Regions from separate parts of the Mus musculus genome. Here all the other regions are linked to region 6. The links are chromatin contacts, called in public HiChIP or PLAC-seq and promoter capture Hi-C maps. All regions are on one chromosome and are shown on one strand. The core of a region is the stretch at or near the end of the contact, and the rest is flanking DNA. Distances in the headings are between cores, read along the strand shown.

The links. Promoter capture Hi-C pulls out the DNA fragments that hold promoters and counts their contacts. HiChIP or PLAC-seq counts read pairs in DNA pulled down with a chosen protein or histone mark.
Region 1: a contact with region 6 is called in an H3K27ac HiChIP or PLAC-seq map of embryonic stem cells, with 4 times the contacts expected there. The contact joins the enhancer-like site here to the promoter of Prkaa2 in region 6. A contact is called at or near these places in 2 of 39 promoter capture datasets (embryonic stem cells and pre-B cells) and 5 of 115 datasets of contacts at active chromatin or transcription factors (acute myeloid leukemia, bone marrow-derived macrophages, embryonic limb bud and 1 more).
Region 2: a contact with region 6 is called in a promoter capture Hi-C map of hippocampal neurons, with 4 times the contacts expected there. The contact joins the enhancer-like site here to the promoter of Prkaa2 in region 6. A contact is called at or near these places in 2 of 39 promoter capture datasets (hippocampal neurons and liver), 1 of 115 datasets of contacts at active chromatin or transcription factors (differentiating embryonic stem cells) and 3 of 9 other capture datasets (embryonic stem cells, embryonic tail and liver).
Region 3: an H3K27ac HiChIP or PLAC-seq map of embryonic stem cells shows a contact between it and region 6, with 6 times the contacts expected there. The contact joins the enhancer-like site here to the promoter of Prkaa2 in region 6. A contact is called at or near these places in 10 of 39 promoter capture datasets (the C10 cell line, HPC-7-derived erythroid cells, cranial neural crest and 5 more), 9 of 115 datasets of contacts at active chromatin or transcription factors (cardiomyocytes, craniofacial prominence, differentiating embryonic stem cells and 4 more) and 2 of 9 other capture datasets (embryonic stem cells and embryonic tail).
Region 4: a contact with region 6 is called in an H3K27ac HiChIP or PLAC-seq map of trophoblast stem cells, with 5 times the contacts expected there. The contact joins the enhancer-like site here to the promoter of Prkaa2 in region 6. A contact is called at or near these places in 5 of 39 promoter capture datasets (the C10 cell line, the HPC-7 cell line, embryonic stem cells and 2 more), 4 of 115 datasets of contacts at active chromatin or transcription factors (embryonic forebrain, forebrain, pancreatic cancer cells and 1 more) and 1 of 9 other capture datasets (embryonic trunk).
Region 5: a contact with region 6 is called in a promoter capture Hi-C map of liver, with 6 times the contacts expected there. The contact joins the enhancer-like site here to the promoter of Prkaa2 in region 6. A contact is called at or near these places in 4 of 39 promoter capture datasets (cranial neural crest, embryonic stem cells, hippocampal neurons and 1 more), 2 of 15 datasets of contacts at CTCF or cohesin (the NIH/3T3 cell line and large pre-B cells), 1 of 484 Hi-C or Micro-C datasets (granulocyte-monocyte progenitors), 6 of 115 datasets of contacts at active chromatin or transcription factors (embryonic forebrain, embryonic limb bud, embryonic stem cells and 3 more) and 1 of 9 other capture datasets (embryonic stem cells).

The regions. Positions count from the first base shown.
Region 1 is chr4:105,691,341-105,694,606 of GRCm38.p6, reverse strand. No RefSeq gene overlaps it. Among named protein-coding and RNA genes, the nearest start is that of Gm29922, 150 kb to the left of the region's middle. Within about 2 kb of position 1,871, at least 14 of the 459 cell types and tissues checked have an H3K27ac peak or open chromatin away from gene starts, as enhancers often do. A contact at or near this core is called in embryonic stem cells, where this site is marked.
Region 2 is chr4:106,023,486-106,026,973 of GRCm38.p6, reverse strand. No RefSeq gene overlaps it. Among named protein-coding and RNA genes, the nearest start is that of Gm30266, 24 kb to the left of the region's middle. Within about 2 kb of position 2,148, at least 2 of the 459 cell types and tissues checked have an H3K27ac peak or open chromatin away from gene starts, as enhancers often do. A contact at or near this core is called in hippocampal neurons, where this site is marked.
Region 3 is chr4:105,906,540-105,909,780 of GRCm38.p6, reverse strand. No RefSeq gene overlaps it. Among named protein-coding and RNA genes, the nearest start is that of Gm29922, 62 kb to the right of the region's middle. Within about 2 kb of position 1,295, at least 22 of the 459 cell types and tissues checked have an H3K27ac peak or open chromatin away from gene starts, as enhancers often do. A contact at or near this core is called in embryonic stem cells, where this site is marked.
Region 4 is chr4:106,053,155-106,056,552 of GRCm38.p6, reverse strand. It overlaps Gm30199 (a long non-coding RNA gene), which reads left to right. Exons shown (of 2, transcript XR_376494.2): 1 at 1-1,650; 2 at 2,245-2,558. Among named protein-coding and RNA genes, the nearest start is that of Gm30199, 2.9 kb to the left of the region's middle. Within about 2 kb of position 2,127, at least 7 of the 459 cell types and tissues checked have an H3K27ac peak or open chromatin away from gene starts, as enhancers often do. A contact at or near this core is called in trophoblast stem cells, where this site is marked.
Region 5 is chr4:105,943,663-105,946,974 of GRCm38.p6, reverse strand. No RefSeq gene overlaps it. Among named protein-coding and RNA genes, the nearest start is that of Gm29922, 100 kb to the right of the region's middle. Within about 2 kb of position 1,879, at least 7 of the 459 cell types and tissues checked have an H3K27ac peak or open chromatin away from gene starts, as enhancers often do. A contact at or near this core is called in liver, where this site is marked.
Region 6 is chr4:105,108,585-105,112,048 of GRCm38.p6, reverse strand. Prkaa2 (protein kinase, AMP-activated, alpha 2 catalytic subunit) reads left to right here and starts at 2,151. Exons shown (of 9, transcript NM_178143.2): 1 at 2,151-2,344. The coding sequence starts at 2,251. Gm36893 (a long non-coding RNA gene) reads right to left here and starts at 2,151. Exons shown (of 2, transcript XR_376484.4): 1 at 1,861-2,151; 2 at 1-35.

The sequences.
Region 1 (3,266 bases), core at 622-3,121, 580 kb before region 6:
TGTTTGTTCAGTGCATGTTCATCTTCTTCTCAAGAGACTATCTGGAAGGTGCTGCAAAACCTTCATGCCTCTTGTCTGCTGATGTCCTTAAGTCTCCCCTGTAGCATCTGTGGCTGGAGAGCTGGGAAGTCTTTTACTTTTCTACTTTCCACAACTTTGGGGAGTGAATCCCACAGTCAAAATTGATCCAAGGGATTCCAAGTACTGGAATTCTCACTCTTCATCCCTAGATACATACTAGTTCCTTCACACTGAGGAACCCAGACAGCAGTCCACAGTGCAGTGTGGATGTGATATGAAGAAGACCCATGTGAGCTAATTTACACAGACCATCAGCTCACGATGCAGGAATTCCAAAATATAAACAACAGGCAGTGCATATCAGAAGGATTGCCAAGATCCAAAGCAGGAGAAATTGTAGTTAATAGTTATTCAATATAAATGGCCCTAAAATGCGCAAATAGTCAAGCCACAGAAGGACAATAAAAAGATTTTTGAAAGTATATGTTGAAATCAAGTTAGCATGAAGAGATCTCTCTATACCCACTTAGCCATCCAAAGCACTTCACTAAAAAAGAGAACTTGTAGAAGTAAAGATAAGAAAAATAAGAAAGGGAAAATGAATTGAGTCTATGGAAGCATTGGATATGCTATAGGGACAATAAAAATAACAACCTTCTTATGAATGGATTAAACAAACTACAAGTATAAAACTTGGCAACAGTAGTACGACAAAGACATATTACACACTCATTAAGTATGCATATTGCTTTTGGATACAGAGATTGGCTAATCTTGAAGTCTACTAGGAAATTTGAAATTTAGGTGCATATGTTAAATTGTAAGAGTAGCTGGGTGGTGGCACATGCCTTTAATCCCAGCACTTGGAGGCAGAGGCAGGCAGATATCTGAGTTCAAGGCCAGCCTGGTCCACAAAATGAGTTACAGGACAGCTACACAGAGAAACACTGTCCCAGAAAATATATATGGTAATATATATATAATACAACACACACACATACACACACACACACGGAAATGCTATCATCAGTTTTGTAAAATATATAAGTACATTATCAGAGAATACGGGGAGTAAGGTGAATTTGTTCTTCTGCTAGAAGACGTGATAGGAGAAATCACAGAGGATTTCAGGGCCCCTAAAGGAAGCCTGGTGAAGCTAACATTATGCTACCAAGTTCAAGAGAGGTTAAGAGGAAGCCAGGAGGCATGCCACCCAGCTCGTTGCTGGGAGTGTAATTGATACTAAATGCTTCCTATCCATAGCCTGCTGATAGTCTTTTGGGGTGGGGGTGGGGGGCAGAGAAACTATGAGGATCTCATTGCTAAACTTCCTACTCTATAAGATAATAAGTTATCACTTGATGGTATCCTAAAAAACAATACTCTGTAATCCAGCTATGGCATCCACTATCTACTGCTAGTGTCATTTAGTTCTTCAAGTGCAAAATATCATTTTGGGAACCAAAAAAGCAATAGCTATCTCACAGAGATTATTTAATGTAGTCTGGATGTACTGAGAGCATTTGCCATAACTCTCCATGTTTCACACACCTCCAGTACATGCAGCTGATAGGAAAGGACGAGCAATTTCCAAGCAAAGAGAAGATAGGCAGTGCTGGAGAGGCTGCAGTGAGTGAGCATAGGCTCAGAGGAACCCAGCACGACATACCAGACAGTAACAAGAGAAGTTACTGAGGAGCTTAGAGGAGACACAGGTTAGGGAAGGCACAGGTTAGGGAAGGCACAGGTTAGGGAGGGCACAGGCTAGGAAGGGCACAGGTTAGGGAGGGCACAGGTTAGGGAAGCACGATAGACGGTGAATCACAGTGATACCCAATCATGGAATTGTTTCTGAAACCCAAGGGCCCTTACTATGGTGCTGGCTATCCAGCCTGGAGACAAAGCCTCCCCACATCCCCACCAGTTACTGGAACTCAGCCTGAAGGCTAATTTCCATTTCCTAAGTGATTTGGGTGGAGCGCAGCCACACCCACTTGTTGACATATTATCTGTGGCTGCTTTGGCTCTTTAATGATGCAGTCCAGTCAGTTGCATCAGAGATCGTGTTTCCAGCAAAGCCTAGAAGATTTACTATCTGGCACTTTTAGGGAAGTCTATGTCTGCCCTAGCTTAAAGGAATATGCAATGCTCTGATGAGCTCTACCACCCTGAAAGGAATGGAGCCAATACCCCATCTTCAGACCAGAGCAACGTGTTATGCAGTTGAGCCAGTTAACAAAAGCCCTTTTGCAGCCTACTTGTTCCAAGTCTGTTCAGTCCCCTTTCTGTGTGCTTCCACTGGCGATGAGATGCCTTAGGTTCCCAGTTTTGTCTCAAGTTTCTGAACTGGGCTTCTGATCCCCTGGTTTAATTGATATAACCAATTTGAAAACACCCAAGACTTTCTGTCCTGTCTTCTTGTGCAAATGTGCTATTTTGTTCAGACCTAGCATCCAGAAAAGGCTGGCCAAAGACAAGGAGACAAGCAAAAAGGCAGATCTAGGTCTTTGCCTTCCAAGAACCATCTCGTAGGTAGTAGGAAAGAGCTGAAAAGTGATATTTGACCAGGAGGACAAACCCAGCTTCATCAAGGCTATGGGTACAAAGGAAGACATTGAGCTCTGGTTTTGAAGACACTAAGTGGTTTAAGATCGGATATGGAACAAACCTTTTATCATATCTGATGTTTCAGTGTGGTAATAACTGAAGGCGGAAGGAGGGAAGATGGTGAGACTGGAGAAAAGGAAGGGAGAAGTTTGACGGTCCTTCTTCCTCTCCCCACCCTTCCATACCCTGTAGTGCAGAAAGCTGCCCCTGTAAGCTCTTGTTATCAGACTCTTGTGGCATCCTGTTCATCTTCCGGTCAGAGATGCTGGGGAAAAGGTTGGATGGCAGGAGAAGATGCTGGGGTCCTCCTATGCCTGCCACTGTTCTGGAGTGTGTTTCTGGTTGCCTACTCTCTGCTGTCTTAGCACTCTTGGTTCAACTTCTTCCTCTGCATCCTCATTATGCTGTGCTCTCCAGACTTTTAGTAAGGAGCTCACCTTTCGTGCTCCTTACAGCCCTATGGATGGATGGCTGCCGCTTGCTCTGTCCTTAGTCTCTAAACCACTGTCTCTCCGTCTCTGTAGCCTCACAGTTCTTATTAGTTCATTGCCACTGTTAAATTTGCTCCATTTAACTTGCTGCATGAGTTCTACTATTTTTCCTGGAGTCAGATTGAAACAGGGATGAAAGATGGAAAA
Region 2 (3,488 bases), core at 899-3,398, 910 kb before region 6:
ACCCTGTGACTGAATTAGAAAACTGTACATATATATCTTATGGTCACAGATGAGATTTGAAAGTCAAATTCATGCCAGTGGGTAAGGCTCTGAAACTTGCAGGCTGTGGGATCTTTGTTAAAGTTACTCTTTCTCTCTGAATCTTAGTGTCTGGCCTGGAAAAACCAGTTGAAATGTTCTTTGTGACACTGTGTGTGTGTGAGTGTGACTGTGTGTGTATGCATATGGTATATATAATGGTGTGCGTGTGTGTGGTATATATGTATATGTGCATGTGGTGTGTGACTGTATGTAGTATGTGTGTATGTGGGACTCATGTGTGTGTCTGAGTGTGGTATGTGTGTATTGTGTGAGTATGGTATGGTGTGTGTAGTGTGTTGTGTGGTATATGCATGTTCTGACGCTTAGTTGAACAAGTATGTGTGTAAAACACATAGAAAGTGCTTAACAATGCTAATTCCTGTCCCTTATTTTCGGGAGCTAGCACTGGCCAGCTGGAGCAGTGGTGGCTGCGGATGGTATAATGGAGGCTGGCAATGTTTCAACAGCTCCTGAAGCTCCAGGTTTCTTCCAATCCCAACAACCTCTTCATCATGTTTGCAACTGGCCTCGGGACCATTTGGTGTTAATTATAGCAACCCAGGCTTCTCTGTGTGAAGGAAATCGTCCCTCATTTCTCTCATTAAAGTAAAATATGACCCGTTTTTATGCTTGCGTATTCTGTTGCCGAGATTATGAGAATCATCCTTTCTGTTTATACAGAATGGAGAAACGCTACACCAAGAGGGCGCCTGGCCCTGAGCCTGGGGAATAGAAAGCAGATGTTGTCCTCTTGGCCCACCCCTCCAGCTGCGCTCCTGTCTCTTCCTCTGTCTCTGCATCTCGGCACAGTACTCATTTCAAAGCAACTCCAAGGCAGGGGCTGTGAGAACACACTCAGGCTGCGGCACACCGAACCAGGTGCCAAGATTCATAAACAAGCCTGTCCCCAGAAACCAGGGGCGGGGGCTACTTGCTACTAAATCCTCGTTTGCTATTCACATTTAGGGTGGACAGCATGTTCTGATACACAGATGTGACAGAGAAGTGGTTGCTATCGTCAAGCAAGCTCACACATCCACTGACCTTAGGCAGATACCTTTTGTTTATAGGGTGTGAGCACTGAAACCCTGCTAGCGAATATCTCCAACAGTGGACACCCCACGCCTATAAACTCTCTTCCCTTATGTCGTACACTACATCTCTAGATTGCCCATCCAACACAGCTTTAACTGTGATGTCTGACCTCTGAACCATACCTCAGTTTCAATTCCCTTGCACCAAAGTCTTCCTTCTGCCCTAGGGTGTAGGTAGACAACAAGACATGCTCACCACAGACAAAGCTGGAGATGTCTGTGGGGTACCCGCAGGGAGATGTGTTGTCTCACCTATAGTATCCTAGCAGCATCTGCCACAAGGTAACTGGGGGCCTAGGGCGTTGAGATTTTGTGCAAGGTCAGTTGGACCAGCATGTGATGGGGACTTGGGAAGATTTTAAGTAGAGAGCCAAGTCCCTGAGACGTATGCTTCTGAATGCCTGGTGACAGTCTGGACAGTGATAGAGAAGAAACCAGGGTGAAGAGGCACAGACTAACTGTCCTAAATGTGCAAGTGAGGTAAGGAGGTCTTTGTCTCTTTTGCACTGTTATAGGAGGACATGGCTAACAGATTCACCCAAGGGTTACCTCTCCATGACTTCTTAAAAAGACTAGATAACAAATGTTTTGGTCATAGGATTCATAGGTCTTGGTCACAGTCAACAATAACCAACCCTAGCAGCCAAAGACAAGCAAGGGTAAAATGAATGGGCACCATAGGAGTAAATAAAACTTTATTTACAAAAGCAAGACCTTGATGCCAGTCCCTACCCGGAGGGAATGCACTTGTGTTCTGACACATTGTTTACTATTGATGAAAGTTCATACTCTGTGACATTACATGTTGATTTGTGGATTAGTGTCTTATTTGGATGCAAATAGCTTTTGTCTTGTAGAAAAAAAGCCCCCCCAATACTCCAAATATTGTGGTCTTAACTATTCTGAAGGTTACTAACCAGCTCTGTATCTAGCAAGAAGTCTTCCTCACATTCTTACTGCAGTGCTTATGTAATATAAACAGCTCTCCCAGCACCCTCCACTTCAGCTCTGCCATCTGGCTGCTCCCCTCATTAATGAGTTAAATAAATCTTTAACACATGTTCACTTTTTTATTTGTATGACTGTCATTTCATCTAAGTGGCTGGAAATTATTATACTGTTCAGGGTAAAGCTGATGGAAGAGCTTGGGAAAGGTAAGGAGATAGAAGAGACGGAGAAGTCCTAGATGGAGAGCCCTGGATGGAGAGCCTTGGGTAAAGAGCCCTGGATGGGCTCTGAGCAGTGGTAGTCCTAAAGCAGAGGAAAGAGGGCAGAAAACAAAGACCAGGTAGTGACTTTCCTGTTCATAAAGCACAGAAAACTGCCCCAGAAAAAAAAAAGCCTATATTCTGGAAAGTTCTATAGTATTTCCAGTGGTCTGCAGTACAACTAAGGCTCTCTCGGGCGTGAGCCTTCTCTGTCTAGAAGTCCTCATATATAACTTCACAGGAGTGTTTGTGTCACTGTTCTGTGTTGGTCGTATCCAACTCTCAGCAGTTATTTGTTGGATGGATCAATAAATAGATGAGTTGAATTATCAAAGTCTAAGTATCTCTTCCTGCCTCTGGCTAAGAGTCTTTGTGCCACCTCCACACCCTGCATGAACATGACTCTTCTTGTCACGTTGCATGTTAACACCTGTCACTGTAGCTCTTCAAGGGTCCAGAGTTTTTTCCAGGCAAGCCACCTCCACCAGTACTTCAGGTCAAAGACTAAAGTGTGTGTTGCATGAACCTTGAATTGACTCTATTGGTTGAGCTGGGTGGGGCTCTGCCGAGGGACAGTAAGTGGTGAGTTTTATCCCTTCCTCTGGACAGTCATCCCACCTGGTTCTCTATGCTGCCCATCCAGTCTCAAATAGAGCATCACTGACTCGTTAGAGATTCTATTGTCTCTCACCTTGATAGGCTAGGATCACTTGACAATTTGACTGGAACCTTCAAACAAATAATTTCCTGCAGCTCAGGCCCTTGCTAAGAAGGGTCACTCAGCCCACATCTAGGGACAGGGCTTAAGGAGACACTGGTTATTGTCACTCCTTTCCCAGCAGAGCTGTGTGGTTACAGGGAGCAGAGCCCTCACAGTGTGCTAAGCCTGAGCTTCATTCCTGGAGGACATAAAGGGAGGTCCAAATGTCATGACTTTCACGGGGCTTGCAATTGGAGAAGACAATGTACAGTATTGTAACTGCCTATAAAAATCTACTTTTAGGAATGTATCCACTGATTCTGTTTATTTACTTAACACACCTACAATTGTTTGATTTGTTTCTTCTTTTTAACGATTTATGTATTTATTTATTTTCTTCATAAG
Region 3 (3,241 bases), core at 46-2,545, 800 kb before region 6:
ATACTGTGAAGCAAAACACTCTTAGGTACTGGAGGTTGAATTCCCAGCCTTAAGCTTCCTCCCTCTGGGGAGCCATGCAAATCCACAGAAAAACAGAACATAAAATAACAAGTTTATTAATGGCTGAACAAGCCCGGAAAACCACACTGCAAAGCAGAGGTTGTTGTATCCTGGATCTAGATTTGAGACTGTGAGCTCAGCTTTGCCGAGGAACATGTTTGGATTGGTGAAGCAGAACCCAAGTTCACCTAAACAACTGTAAGAACAAGGATGGCTTCCTGAGTCAGTCAAGTTAGGGAGGGATAACTGCTGGGTGTCTCTCACCAGATGCCTGTGGCAGGGAGACAGGAAATGGGCAACAGGAAGTGCTCTGTAGACAGATGTGTCGAAGATAACAGTCCACTGAAGTGTGTGTGTGTGTGTGTGTGTGTGTGTGTGTGTGTGTGAGAGAGAGAGAGAGAGAGAGAGAGAGAGAGAGAGAGAGAGAGAGAGCTCTTCCCCGTGGCATAGGAAATAGATTAGGTCATGCTACACTTCTGAGGAGTATGCCATTGCCACTAATGATCTAGCTATCAGGACTATCCAAAGGCTGTCTAACGAGGTGGACAATTGCTTTTCTTCTTCAGTTCCCGGTGGAGCTACCAAGGACAAGCATGTAGTCATAGACATTCATTCACTGTCAAGGCTGAGGTATGGGGTGAGCCATTGGTGGAGATGTATTCTTCCTCCTTTGTAGTAAGTCAAGTTCTGTATTAGCAGAAGACATGATTGCCCGGAGGCAACAGCTTCCATTCCACCAATATATATGAGAACTTATCTCACCAAGGTGACAGGCTGCTGAACAGTGTGGACCTGGCTGTCCTTTGTCCCTCTCAGAAGGAGCTGACATTCTAGTTGAAGAGATAGTCAGAAACTACCAATTAAAGAGATAAACAGAGAAAACAGTGGGGGAGTTTCAGTTAAAGGTCTAACAGAACAGAATAATGTTGGGAGAGACCATTCCATACAGCATGGCCAAGGAGAACCTCCTCTACAGACAAAACTTAAATTGTAAATTAGTGTTAAAATAGCATGAGAGCAGAGGGAGGAAATGACAACATCTCTGGCTGGGAAATTTAAGTCAGTTGAAGTGACTTTACTCATAGCCATCCAGCAGGCCATCAGCAAGCTCAGACTAAAATCTGGGGCCAGAAATGTTTCTTCTGTTTAAGGCTTTTATCTTGCTAGGGTCTTGGATCACTTCTTTTGGATCAAATGGCCTAGTGGTGGTGGGGGATAGCTGTCTTCAGAGAGTCAACCTTTACATTTTGAAAGAAGCAGCAGAGGTCAGGAAAAGAAAACACTTGTCATGCAAAAGGGCTCTTTAAAAAGACAATGCAAAATTTAAATCACACCTGTGAGTTTAAGCTTCAAGCACTTTCCCCTTTGCTGTAAGTTTGGTTACTCCACAGACTTGTGAGCCAACAGATGGACAATGATTCAGAGACTGGAAAGCACATGCTAGAAATTATCAGATACCTGATGTTTTCTCTCTCTCTCTCTCTCTCTCTCTCTCTCTCTCTCTCTCTCTCTCTCTCTCACACACACACACACACACACACACACACACACACACACTTGCACTTGCACACGTGCGCGCACACACACGGGGGGGGGGGGGAGGGAGGGAGAAATGGCCATTTCACTCATTTACCTTTAGAGAATCTCTTTCCCCACCCCCTTTCTCTGGAAATTGGAAACAAAAGTGGCTTGGTTCCGAGGTGGCGAGAGCTCCTACAGTATGCTCTTTTCTCGTCTGCCTTTTATCTCTTCCAGGGACAATCAGATGCCAGAAATGTGTCACTTCAAGCAGTCCTGCACATTTCATGAAACATCTTATTTGGATAAAACTTAAATTATTACCACACCAGTTTCTGCACACTCCCCGCACCCCGATCTTTTCCAAGAATAGCCGTAACCAAGCCTGACAAACTACTGATTTCACCAAAGCAATTGCAATGCCTGTTAGACATCAGAGCCAACTGGATGAGGCGGACCAAAATCACAGCAGTGCTTTAGAGAGATGTCCCTGAGATCTGAGACACAGAGAGGCCTTCCTCCAGGCGGTCTTCACACATGGGCTAGCAGATCGATAAAGAGCATCTGGGCATAGGAAGTATGTAGCATCCCCCCTCATTTTGCTTTTTGCTGATGTCTCTTCAGCCAATGTCAATGATGAGGCAGAGCTCTGGACATTGGAGTCTTATGACCACTAGACTGTCTAGGCATAGATACAATCAAGTCAATGACCAGTGATGGTATCCGGGGTTGGAGCAGGGAAGCATACAATGTGAAATACAGAGGCACTTACCAACAGAGAAGAAACAGAACAATACCATTCGGCGGCGGAGAAGAAAAGGAACCTTGTGCCTCAGGACCATGGACCAGGTGGCATGTGAGTTGGTCCTCTACAGATAGTGAAGACGACATAATAGGCCTGTGGATGGGTAGAGAAGCGTTTTTTCATTATCAAGAAAATGGTGGTTGGTAGCATCCAGGTTCAGGGAGTGTGAGAATGAAGGAATAAGGAAGAGTCTTTGGGAAATAGAAATACCCAGGTGCCTGGTACCCACAGGACAAGATAAAGGCAGCCATGATGGTAACACGGAGAGGGAAAGCTGGTGTGGTGAGAGCCTGGATTCAAAATGGGTCCCCTGCTCTCAATTTAGGGTGTAATCTTGAACATTTCTGTTTGCCCTTCTGAGTTTCATGTTTGTCATCAGCCATGAGGAGAAGGATGCTTGCCATCCAGTGTGGCAATCTTAATGCTGAGATGTAAAAGGTATTAGAGAGATGCTTGGCTCAAAGTAACTGCTCAGAACATTTGGAAGCCCTGTTTGGCTCTCATGGCAAAATGCTAGAAGCTGTTAGGATGCAAAGCCAAACAGGGCTGATCTTAGCTGGCCTTGTTATCATAGTTTGGAACATATGCCTTAGTGTTTTCCGTCTTCTTGGACACTGATGCTCGTCTCTCCAAGCTTCTATTTCCTTGTCTGGATTTGAAGATTGCTCATTAGAAATAGACTTTATCCTGGTCCTTCCCACATTCCAACCTTGACGCACAAAGGGACGAGTTTACATTCTATTCCCTTCCTAATGCCAACTGGAACATTCACAGACTCTTGTTTCCAGTCCCTTGTAGACCTCTCTGTAACAGAAAAGAAATAGCTAATGTGCTAGCCAGCTGAGGATAGCAATCCCA
Region 4 (3,398 bases), core at 878-3,377, 940 kb before region 6:
GACCCCAGCCTGTGCAATGGTGCCACCCATGATACTTATTCATATTAGCTTATTCTAGATCATCCCCTCAGACGTGCCCAGAGATTTGTTTTAATAGTGATACTCAACCCCACCACATTGACAATCAAGATTAGCCATTACTGTCACTTTGGGTGTATGGTAAGGATACACATAACGGTGTCAATGGCATGAAGCACTCATATCATGGAAGTCAAGAAGAAAAGAGAAAGGAAGAAGCAGGTGTTCTAATATGAGGGCTACCTCGTGGGAACGCTCTTGATGACTGACTCCCATCTCACTTGGCCCTTGTTTTCCAGGTTCCATTTCTTCCCAATATCACCACAGGTAGGCAACTAAGCCCTTGGCCTCAAGGTCTTTGGAAACATCTCAGATGCAAACTGTAGTAACCCCATGAGAACTGGCCCTGGTAGATAGCAGGACGTGCTTCTGCCCTGGAAATAGACAATGAGGGACCTGGCAGGGCATTGCTGGAGAGTCAGGGTTCTTCAATAGGCCTCAGTTTTCCCAAATATAAAATAGAAGAGCTGGATAGATGACTTTGAATCTGTATGATGTGGCATCCATCCATTACGGTCACTTTTGCATTACCCAATATAAGTTTCATGCCTCTAATTTTCACCGTAGTTCAGAAACAATTCTGGGTGTGGCTCTGGGACTGATTTTTGAAATAGATGTACAAACTCCTTGCTTGCTCTGTCTCTGATAGGAAAGGTTTACTCCCCCCTACCCTGTAGGACTTTCAAGGTAAGGTTTGAATGGTCTCACAGCTTCTCCTGGCCCTTACCCTTGAACTGTTTGCTGTGAGGTCCCTCATGATGCCCTATGAAGATAGATCTACAACCCAGAGCCCTCGTTAGCAACTATGTGAGTGAGATACTGTGGAACTGCCAATCAAACCTTCAGACGACTGTGGTCCTTACTCACAGTTGACATCACAAGCCAAGAGCGCTCTGCTAAACTGCTCTTGTGTTCCTGGCTTTCAGATGCTGTGTGGGGCGGTGGATGCCTGTTATCTTATGCTGTTGAAATTTGGTGACATTTGTTGCATGGCATTTGATAGCTAAGCCACTACTGGGTTGTGTTGCTGGTGGTCATGGCAGAGACAGCCACTGTACCTGTCACCCTGCTTCAGTATCACTGACACTTTCCTCCCTGGGAGCTCATGGAATGATTGATAAACATCCTTGTCCAGGGAGATTCCAGAAGACGCCTCCTTAGCTTCAAGTTTTCGCTCAGGTTCAGACTTAGGGAAAGATTTTACTGTGGACCAGGGAATAGCAGTGCCATGGCTAGGCCAATAGACCAATAACTTATTATTACTCTCGGCCACAGTTCCCTGGCCTTATCCCCTAATCTAGTAATGAGTTTTCCCACCTCTCTTTCCACCACTGTTATGACATTGTTGTTTCTTTTTTATTTGTTTTATGTGTACAAGTGTGTTGCCTGCATACTCGTGTGTGTGTGTGTGTGTGTGTGTGTGTGTGTGTGTGTGTGTGTGTGTGTGTGTGTGTGTTTGGAGCCTAGGAGAACACGAGGACATTAGACTTCCTGGAACTGAAGTCACAGACAGTTGTGAGCTGCCATGTGGGTGCTGGGAGCAGAACACTGAGAATGTCCTTTGCAGCAACAGTAAGTACTTTTAACTGCTGAGCCATCTCTCCAAGTGGGTTCCCTTCACCCTGAGAGGTCTGTAGTTCACACCTGCTCTGGCTAAGTCCAGGAGGAGATACATTGTATGAGGAACATGAGGGAAAGAGAGAATCCAAGGATCAAGCCACTTCTTGCCTGGCTGGAAAGGCAGAGCTGCCTTTAGCAGAGAAGGCAGGTGCCCCGAGAGGCTGGGTGGAGAGCCCAGGAGCTTGGGACTTGCTGAGTTGACTGTTACATGCTGAAGTGGAGTTCTTGAGGAGCCAGGAAACAATTGTTCCTTGCATGTCCCTTTTACATTGACAAGGGATAGTAGGAGCCACCTGTAAGAAAAGGACAGCAGGTGGCAGCAGGACGGATGATTTCTGGTGACAGGAGGAAAGCGTGACTCATAGGCATGAGACAGGATAGTATCGAGGGAGCTGGATATCTCTTAGCTATCTCCCGATGCATCAATGTTCTCAAGGGAGAGAAACAAAACCATAGGCCAGGATTACGTAAGCCAGGAGGTGCTGAAGACTGGAGGGGAGGGAAAGGTGTGGTCGATTCTCAGTTTTCCTCTCATCCCTCGCACAGGACCCAGCACAGAAGAAATCTGAAGGAACAAGTGTCTGCTGAAACGGACTCTCTGACAGTGACTTTGAAGTTTGGGCCGTCTCCGGAGAGCGACTGCGCCTTAATGCTTCAGTTTCTGTATCTGGAAGTTGGGGACTGATGAGGTGTCACCTGTCATCAGGCAGCACAGAAGATGCCCGAGCAATGCCACTGCTGGTTTCTTAAGCACCACCACTGCCATAGCACCAGGCTGAACAATGTCCTCGAAGTCAGAAAAAAAAACTGGACTGGACAGATTTTCCATTTTTGTACTTCAATAAATTGACTTAAACTAATCATTAAGGACTCGATTTTCCTCTCTTAAAAATGGAAGAAGAGATTTTATGAGGTCAGATTTTTTTGAAGCAATTTGGCAAGGTTTTCTATTTCCAAATCTGTAAATGGCAGAGTGGGTAGTTACAAAGGAAAGAGAGGCTGGGCCAAGAAAGAGAAGCTGGGCTGGTGGCTCTGTAAATTTCTCTGTTCCTGTCAGCTCCAAACGCGAGCGCTTTATGTGTTCAGTGAGCAGCGCTACCTGCAGTCCTTTCTTCCAGGGCGGGCGTGAGGCCTACAGGAAGCAGCTGAGGGAAGCGTTTTGCACTCTGCAGTGTGCTCACAGTGCCCAGTGGGGGTGGGAACAACCTGCGTCTTGAGAGCTCTGGGTGCCCGTGCACTGTGGGAGAAAAGATCTCAGAACCTCTGGAAGACTGTTCTAGGAAGCCCAAGGCAGCCTCATGTGGTCCTTTTGGTTCTGGCTTTTGCAATCTGTCCTAATAAAACCAGGACATGTCACCCATGCTCTGGACTGGAGGCAAAGCAGAAACACATCAGCTGCCCAGCCCTGACAAGAAACAGACAGGGAAGAGCACACTATTTCTCCTCATCTGGAAGAGACCTTTTCTCCACAGTTCCCCAGGCTAGAGCAAGGAATCAGATTCCTGGAGGTAGCTCCGAGGAGGGCAGAGGCAGATTCGCCGCTTCTGAATTTGGACTCCAGTTCTGTCCCATTTTAGATATAAAGGTTGGCCATATATGTCCTGGTTTGTCTTGTGAATAAGTACATATAATAAGTACATATATATCTTGTCTTGTTTGTCTTGTGAATAAGTACAGACTTATTAACCTGATCCTGTGTA
Region 5 (3,312 bases), core at 630-3,129, 840 kb before region 6:
CAGATGGTTTGATGGGTCATGCACTTACCACCAGAGCCAGGCAGCCAGAGTTCAATCCACATATCCCACATAAAGGTGGACGGAGAGAACCAATTGCACAAAGTTGTTCTCCGAATTCCACACATGTATCCTGACCCATGTGCCCCCATTCTCTGTGATACACATATGTACATCATAATGAATAATATTTTTGAAAGTCTCTTCCCATGAGTGAATTGCAAATGGAATTGTTTTGTTTCCTTATAAGAAAATAGGCACATGCTTGAGGATTTGAGCAGGTTGCCATAGGGACTTGGAGCAAACCAAACAACACACACACACATACACACACCCATAGAGTTGCTTCCTCCTGTGAACACACATATAGATGTTTAGAAAGGATTTTGGGGATTACCTTTTGGGGTGTGTTGGAAAGCATCCAGAGTTGGAGGTAGGGAGGATAGGATTCAAGTATTGTAGTAGCCTTTACCAGGCAAGCCCTACTTTATGCTTCTTAGTTGGAATATCTGAGCTCTGAGAACCAGATTAAATACCTTATGAACCAAAATCCCAAACAAAATGGAATAAATAAACAAAGGACACATGGGCTTCTTTTCCTGTTTCCCATTAAATTTATTCTCTCTACTTATTTGTTGTAAGCAGACAGAGTAGATCTTCCACTTCAGTTCACAGTCCCAGATTCCTAGGTCAGGATACAGACTACAGGACAGTGCCATCATTCCAAAACCACCCCCAGTGTGGTCTCTTTTGTGTCACTCCTTCTTACCTCCGCTCATTCCTGACAACCACTGATCTGTCTGCTGTTACTACAGAGGATACTTTCTTTCACAAGGAAAGAATAGCAGCAGATCAAGGGGCTCACACAGCATGATCTCTACAATATCCATTGAAGTTGTTACACATGTAGATTTGTTTTTATAGCCAAATTCTGTTCTGTTGGATGGCTGGACACACCTTCAATTCTTCTTGCTAAAGGTCATGTGGGTTCCATCTACCTTTAACTGATTGTGGCTAGACTGACTAAACACAGCATGAAGAGGTTTTAGAAACATTACGTTTTTTGTTTCTCCAGGATGGATTGCTAGTCATGGGATTGGCATAACCCACCGTAAAGGTATGGTTAATTTGGTAACAAATGTCAACTTGTTTTACATAGTACCGGTATCATTTTGTATTCCCAGGAGTTCAGTTTAGTTTTGAGTAGAAAGACTGCAAGGCCCAGAGAATTGAAGGGGCTTCAACTTGATCAAAATGCAAACGAGGCAATGTCTGAAAAGATGCTAGACTGTTACTGACTTCCATTCCAGTACCCTTTTCTTAGATTTGACCCTGTTAATCTTGTGTAGTCTTCAGCAAGACTCTTCAAGGTGGATTCTAACTGTGTGCTTGTTTGTTGACATTGTATAGGTTGAAGACAGGTGTGGAGATGGGATTCTGAGGGAATGGAACTCCCTAGCCTCACATGGCTGGGGGGGGGGGGGAGCGGGGCCGGGCAGTGGGTAGAATCCACTCCCAGCTTAGTACGAATTTCCTCTGGATTCCAGAGAGTTAGAGCAGGAGTTGCATGCAAATGAACCAACATTTGAAGCTTTGTGGTCATGCTGCATTACAGGGGAAACTTTCCATGCTTTCATAGTGTGAACTGTATGTTTATTAAAAACTATCCTCCAATTGCTTCAATTTTCACGTTATTAAAGAGCTTGGCTCACTTGCCACATCATGCTCTCTGCTTGGAATGGATTTTTTCTTCCTTATTTGTTTTTAGTTGGGGTTGGAGCCAAGTGGTGGAAAGAAGGCTTCAGGTCTGTTGCCCACAGTTCTTGCCAGGCAGTGTCTGCCGTGCCTGAAGCTTCCTTCCTGCTGCCCAGTCAGGAAGGAACCAACACCTTTCCTACGTCAGAGACAATTAAAGAAGGCAGAAGATCCATTCTAATCCCAGTGTCCCGGGAGAACCCCGCCTCCAGTTTGGTTGGTAAACTAAACTGCTCTCTCCTTTGGGGTTCCCCACCAGTGTGTACCTGATGTGTTTGCTTCTCTGACCTGCCGTCATTAGCTTCACCTCTGATGCCATTCACCCAGGGTCTGCTCTGCAGCTCCTAGGCTCTGTGCTGTCCATGGGCACAGATGTGAAGATGGTAAAAAGTGTTGGAGATGAGCTCAAGTCTGTCTGTGTCAGAAGAGAAAGGCTGACTGATCGCTTTCAGAATCCTGCTTGTATAAGGGGCTTGTTTAAGTTTCTCATAGGCTCCTTTGTTAAACCTGCAGACAAGCAGGCATTGGTAGAAAGCAAGGTAGGAAAGGAAGGAAGAGAAAGAAAAGAAAATGAAAACGATGGAACAGAGAGAGTGAGAAGAAAACAAGAAATGAGATGGTGTGTGTGTGTGTGTGTGTGTGTGTGTGTGTGTGTGTGTGTAGGGGTGGGTTTGGAGGAACAAAGTGAGAGAGAAAAACCCCAGGCTTGAAACTAGGTAGTTTATTTTGCTAAGCTGGTGTTTGTTATAGATTAGCCTTGACTAGCTGGAAGGGGCCGGGGTAATTGGACCATGCTAATTAGATCTTCATTTGATTTTGCCTCTGTTTGTTTGAGTGCTTAGTTTACGACTTGGCAGAGAGCTTTATCGTACACACTCTGCTAACCGGTTTATCCGAACTGATATTGAGCATGCACAGAATTGACATTGGATTTGCTGCTTCAGACCACACAGACGAGGGCAGAAACTCTTTCTGTAAACATCAGAGTCAAGGTACAGTAGCAGACATGGCAGCGAGATGCAGTGGACCTCATGGAGTTCCAGGGACAGCAGGGTTGATAGACACTGTCTGGGTTGAGTCCGTGTAAATGACACTCCTGACATGGCAGGGTGCCTGGCTGGAGTTTGGAGTCCACAGTCAGGCTGATATGAATTCGGTTTCTTCCTGGCTAATTCACTACGTGGTTTGTCCTCTCTGAACCTCTGTGTTGTGGTTAGAATGTGAAATGCCACCCTTCACAGGTTCCTATGTCTGAACTCTTGTTCCCCATCCAGTGCCATTGTTTTGGGAGACCATAAAACATTTTGGATATGGGGCCTAGCTAGCTGGGGCAGAACTTTTTGGTTTAACCCTGGTTTTTGTTTCTCCAACAAAGCCACACTCCCCATGGGCCAAGCATTCACACACACAAGTCTATGGGGGTCATCACTATTCAAACCACTATATCCCTGACCCCCATGGGCTTGTAGCCATAACTTGATGCAGAATGCATTAGTCCAACATCAAAAGTCCCTCCAGTTTATCGCAGTCTCAACACTGTTTAAAAGTCCAAAATTCAAA
Region 6 (3,464 bases), core at 902-3,401:
ATAAGTGAGATCTTCTTGTCAGCAGGAAAGGTGATCTGCAGGATGAACAAAAATAGCCCATGTCCGACAGCTGTGATGTCTATAATTTATACGCCGAGATCATCTCTCATCAGATCGCCATGGTGGACACACCAGTTGGTCAGCTGTATGTTTACTAGGTCTCAGGAAACAAGTTGTGTCATACCCAGTTCCCGGTTCACTCTTTACATACAAACAGCGTGACTTGAGGCTTCACGTTCGAGGCATGTGACTATGAAACTCTATCGGCATGCACAGTGTCACAGATGTTTGACTAACCTTTAATAATTTATCCCCAAACAGCAAATAATCCCTTTTCTTTGTGTTTCTAAATTATTTTTTTATGGGAAAAGCTGCAAGTATTTATGTTTTTTTTTTTTTAAGTATTTATGTTTTGAAGCACGTTTGTATGAGTGCAGGGAACTGCTAAATGGAAGTCACATGAGTCTTCATATTTCTGTATAGGAAGCAAATAATCTTCAGCTATGGCAAGGTCGGCTAACATTAAGTAAAGGGAGGGGAAGAGTGAGGGGAGCCGGGAGGAAGAGATTGCTTGCTCATAAGTGATTTGCCCACTGGTAACACTCTGGGCATGCTTTGGATTCCCTTTTATTATTATTATTATTATTTTTTACTTCCATCCTCAATACACTCATTTCTTTAATGTGTTTTTACATCATTTTGTTTCCCACAATTCTTTGATCCCTTCTGTGTTTTGTCTATGTTCTACATTTACCTGCACATGTAAATTATTTCCTATTTCTTTTAGTATTTCTCCCTTGTCCCGTATATAATGCATATCTACACACATGTATGCAAGTGCTGAAATATACTTAGGGCTGTGTCTATGATTTATTGGGAAATTTTGTTCAAATGAGTTAGAATTGAGAGTCCTGAAGAGAATGTCTTTTATCTCTATAACACGATTGTCTATATAACTGAATGAAGAAAAGAAATAAAAGGAGACCATAACTGCTCCTGGGTATGGTGGATGTGCTGGCTTGTCATATGGCAACTTGACACAAGGTCATCTGAAAGGAGGGAACCTCAACTGAGAAAATCCAGCTGTAAGGCTTAATTAGTGATTGGTGGGGAAGGGCCCATTGCGGGTGGTTCCATCCTTGCGCTGGTGGTCCTGGGGTCTGTAGGAAAACAGGCTGGACCAGCCCTGATGAGCCAACCAGTATGCAGCAACCCCTCCCCAACCCCCCATGGCCTCCGCATCAGCTCTTGCCTCCAGGTTCCATGCATTGAGTTCCTGTCCTGACTTCCTTCAATGATGAACAGTGCGGTGGAGGTGTAAAAAATAAACCCTGCCCTCCCCAACTTGCTTTCTGGTTATGGTGTTTTATCGCAACAATAAAAGCTTTAACTAACACAATGAGGAAGGCCTGTTATAGATAAAATGAACATACAGGCAGAAGCAGAGGCAGAGACACATGGTCAGACTCAGCAGGGCCATGTGAGGAGAGAGAGGGAGGGAGAGCAAGAGAGGAGCCAAGCCTAAGAGGGGTGGGTGGCCTGGGCTAAGAAACTGGCACAGCCAAAATGGCTGAATTATCTAGGGATCAGAGGACCTGAGGGAAGGGGCAGCTCAGTCCCCGGGCTGGAGAGTTCAGGGTAGGGGTCAGGGTATGCCAGGCAGGAGGACCCTATACCAGGTGGGGACTAAGGGATGCTGAGAGAACCAGCGTCACGTCACCTTTGCTATGTTAATGCTAGGCGTCTCCGTTGGCAGTTTGTCTGGGGGTTGAGACCTAACAATAACACGACCAGGAACTACAAAACAATGGGACGCCATCTGAAGAGGGTACGGACTAGAACGTTCCCAGACAAACAAACCTTGGCTAGGGGGAGCGTGCCAGGGGCTAGGGGCGGGCCGCCCTCTCCAGCGCCTTGCCCTCTGGTCCCGAGGCATGGCTCACGGTCTACACCCCGTCACCCCCACTTCTCCTCAGATTCTCCTTCCATCTCGGTCGCGCTCAGATTCATCCCTTCCATCTTCACCGCCCTGGGCTTTTCTCGGGACGCCTCGGCTCTGCTCCCCCAGCCTGCGTCCACACGCGCCGGGCTGCGCTCTCCCCACCGCGCCCCGGGCGTCCCCGTCCCGCCCCCCGGGCCCGCTGCACTGTGGGTAGGCGGCGGCGGCGGCGGTGGCGGCGGTAGCGGCGGCGGCAGCGGTAGCGGCGGCGGCGCTCAGAGCCCGCGGCAGGGGGAGCCCGTGCGCCGAACATGGCTGAGAAGCAGAAGCACGACGGGCGGGTGAAGATCGGACACTACGTCCTGGGGGACACCCTGGGCGTCGGCACCTTCGGCAAAGTGAAGAGTGAGTGCAGCGGCGCGGGCGGGCGGGCAGGCGCGAGCGAGGCCGGGTGGCAGGTGGAGCGCTCGCGGGCGAGCCCGGGGCACAAGCACCTGGAGCCGCAGCCCGGGCGTGGGTCCGGGGGGACCAGCGGTTATGGGGTGTGCCTTGGCGGGGGGTGCCTCCGAGCGCCCTGTCTTTTCTCTATGCCTCAGCTCGCTTGTCTGCAGAATTGGGCGATTGGCCCAGTCCGAAGGGCCCCGAAGCGTGGGGAGGATGGGGGAGTCACGGCGCCCGCCGCGAATTGGGAGGGGGTCTCCCACTGGTGCCAAGTGCTCTGCGTGGAGCCTCATCTGTGGTCACACTTAATCCTTAACGTGGCACCGGCCGGGTGCGGTCCTCACCTTAAAGGTGAGAGAACTCGAGCTCCAAGGCTTCAGAGACACGCCCAAGGTCACAGAGAATTGGCAGATTCAGGGTGAGGTCTAAGATGTCCTCCAATTTTGGCCTTGCTGATGAGGTCCCTGCCTTTCCCAGATTCTTCCCTGTCCCAGTCCTTTGATGGTGGAGTTGACCAGGGGCATGCCCATAGCAGAGAGGTGCCAAGTCCCTCTGCTGGGTGTGTGAAAACGCTGGAATGCAGCGGGTTGGACAGAGAATTTAGGAGAACCCCTAGCTCTGTAGGTTGATTGGTTCAAGGAAGGATTCTGTGGTCAGGGTCTGGGAGAAAATGTTGCTTGGTGATCGACTTTGGGTCCCCAAGAGGTCAGACTTGCTTAGGCAAGGGGTATGTTTGTTGGTGAAGGGACTGCTTTGGGGGTTTTGGAAAAAAACTGGTTGCTTTTGAAATGTCACACTGCACTAAACTAGTTAAGTATTAAACTTTGCTTTGCTTTCTTATTAGTTAATAAGAGTCACATGGGGTTTGATTACCCGTCCTTTTAACAGAACTACAGCTCTTGTTAAAAAAAATACTTGGTAGCAAGTTGGGAATTAAAAGTGAAACATTAGCCTTTTGTTGTTGTTGAATAAATATCGGGTAAGCAGTCTGGGGATTTTATGCTGAGGCTTATTTTCTACATTTTAACCTCCAGTGAAGGTTTGAATAGAAGGGAGAGACTCCTCATTCCTGCGAGGATTAACT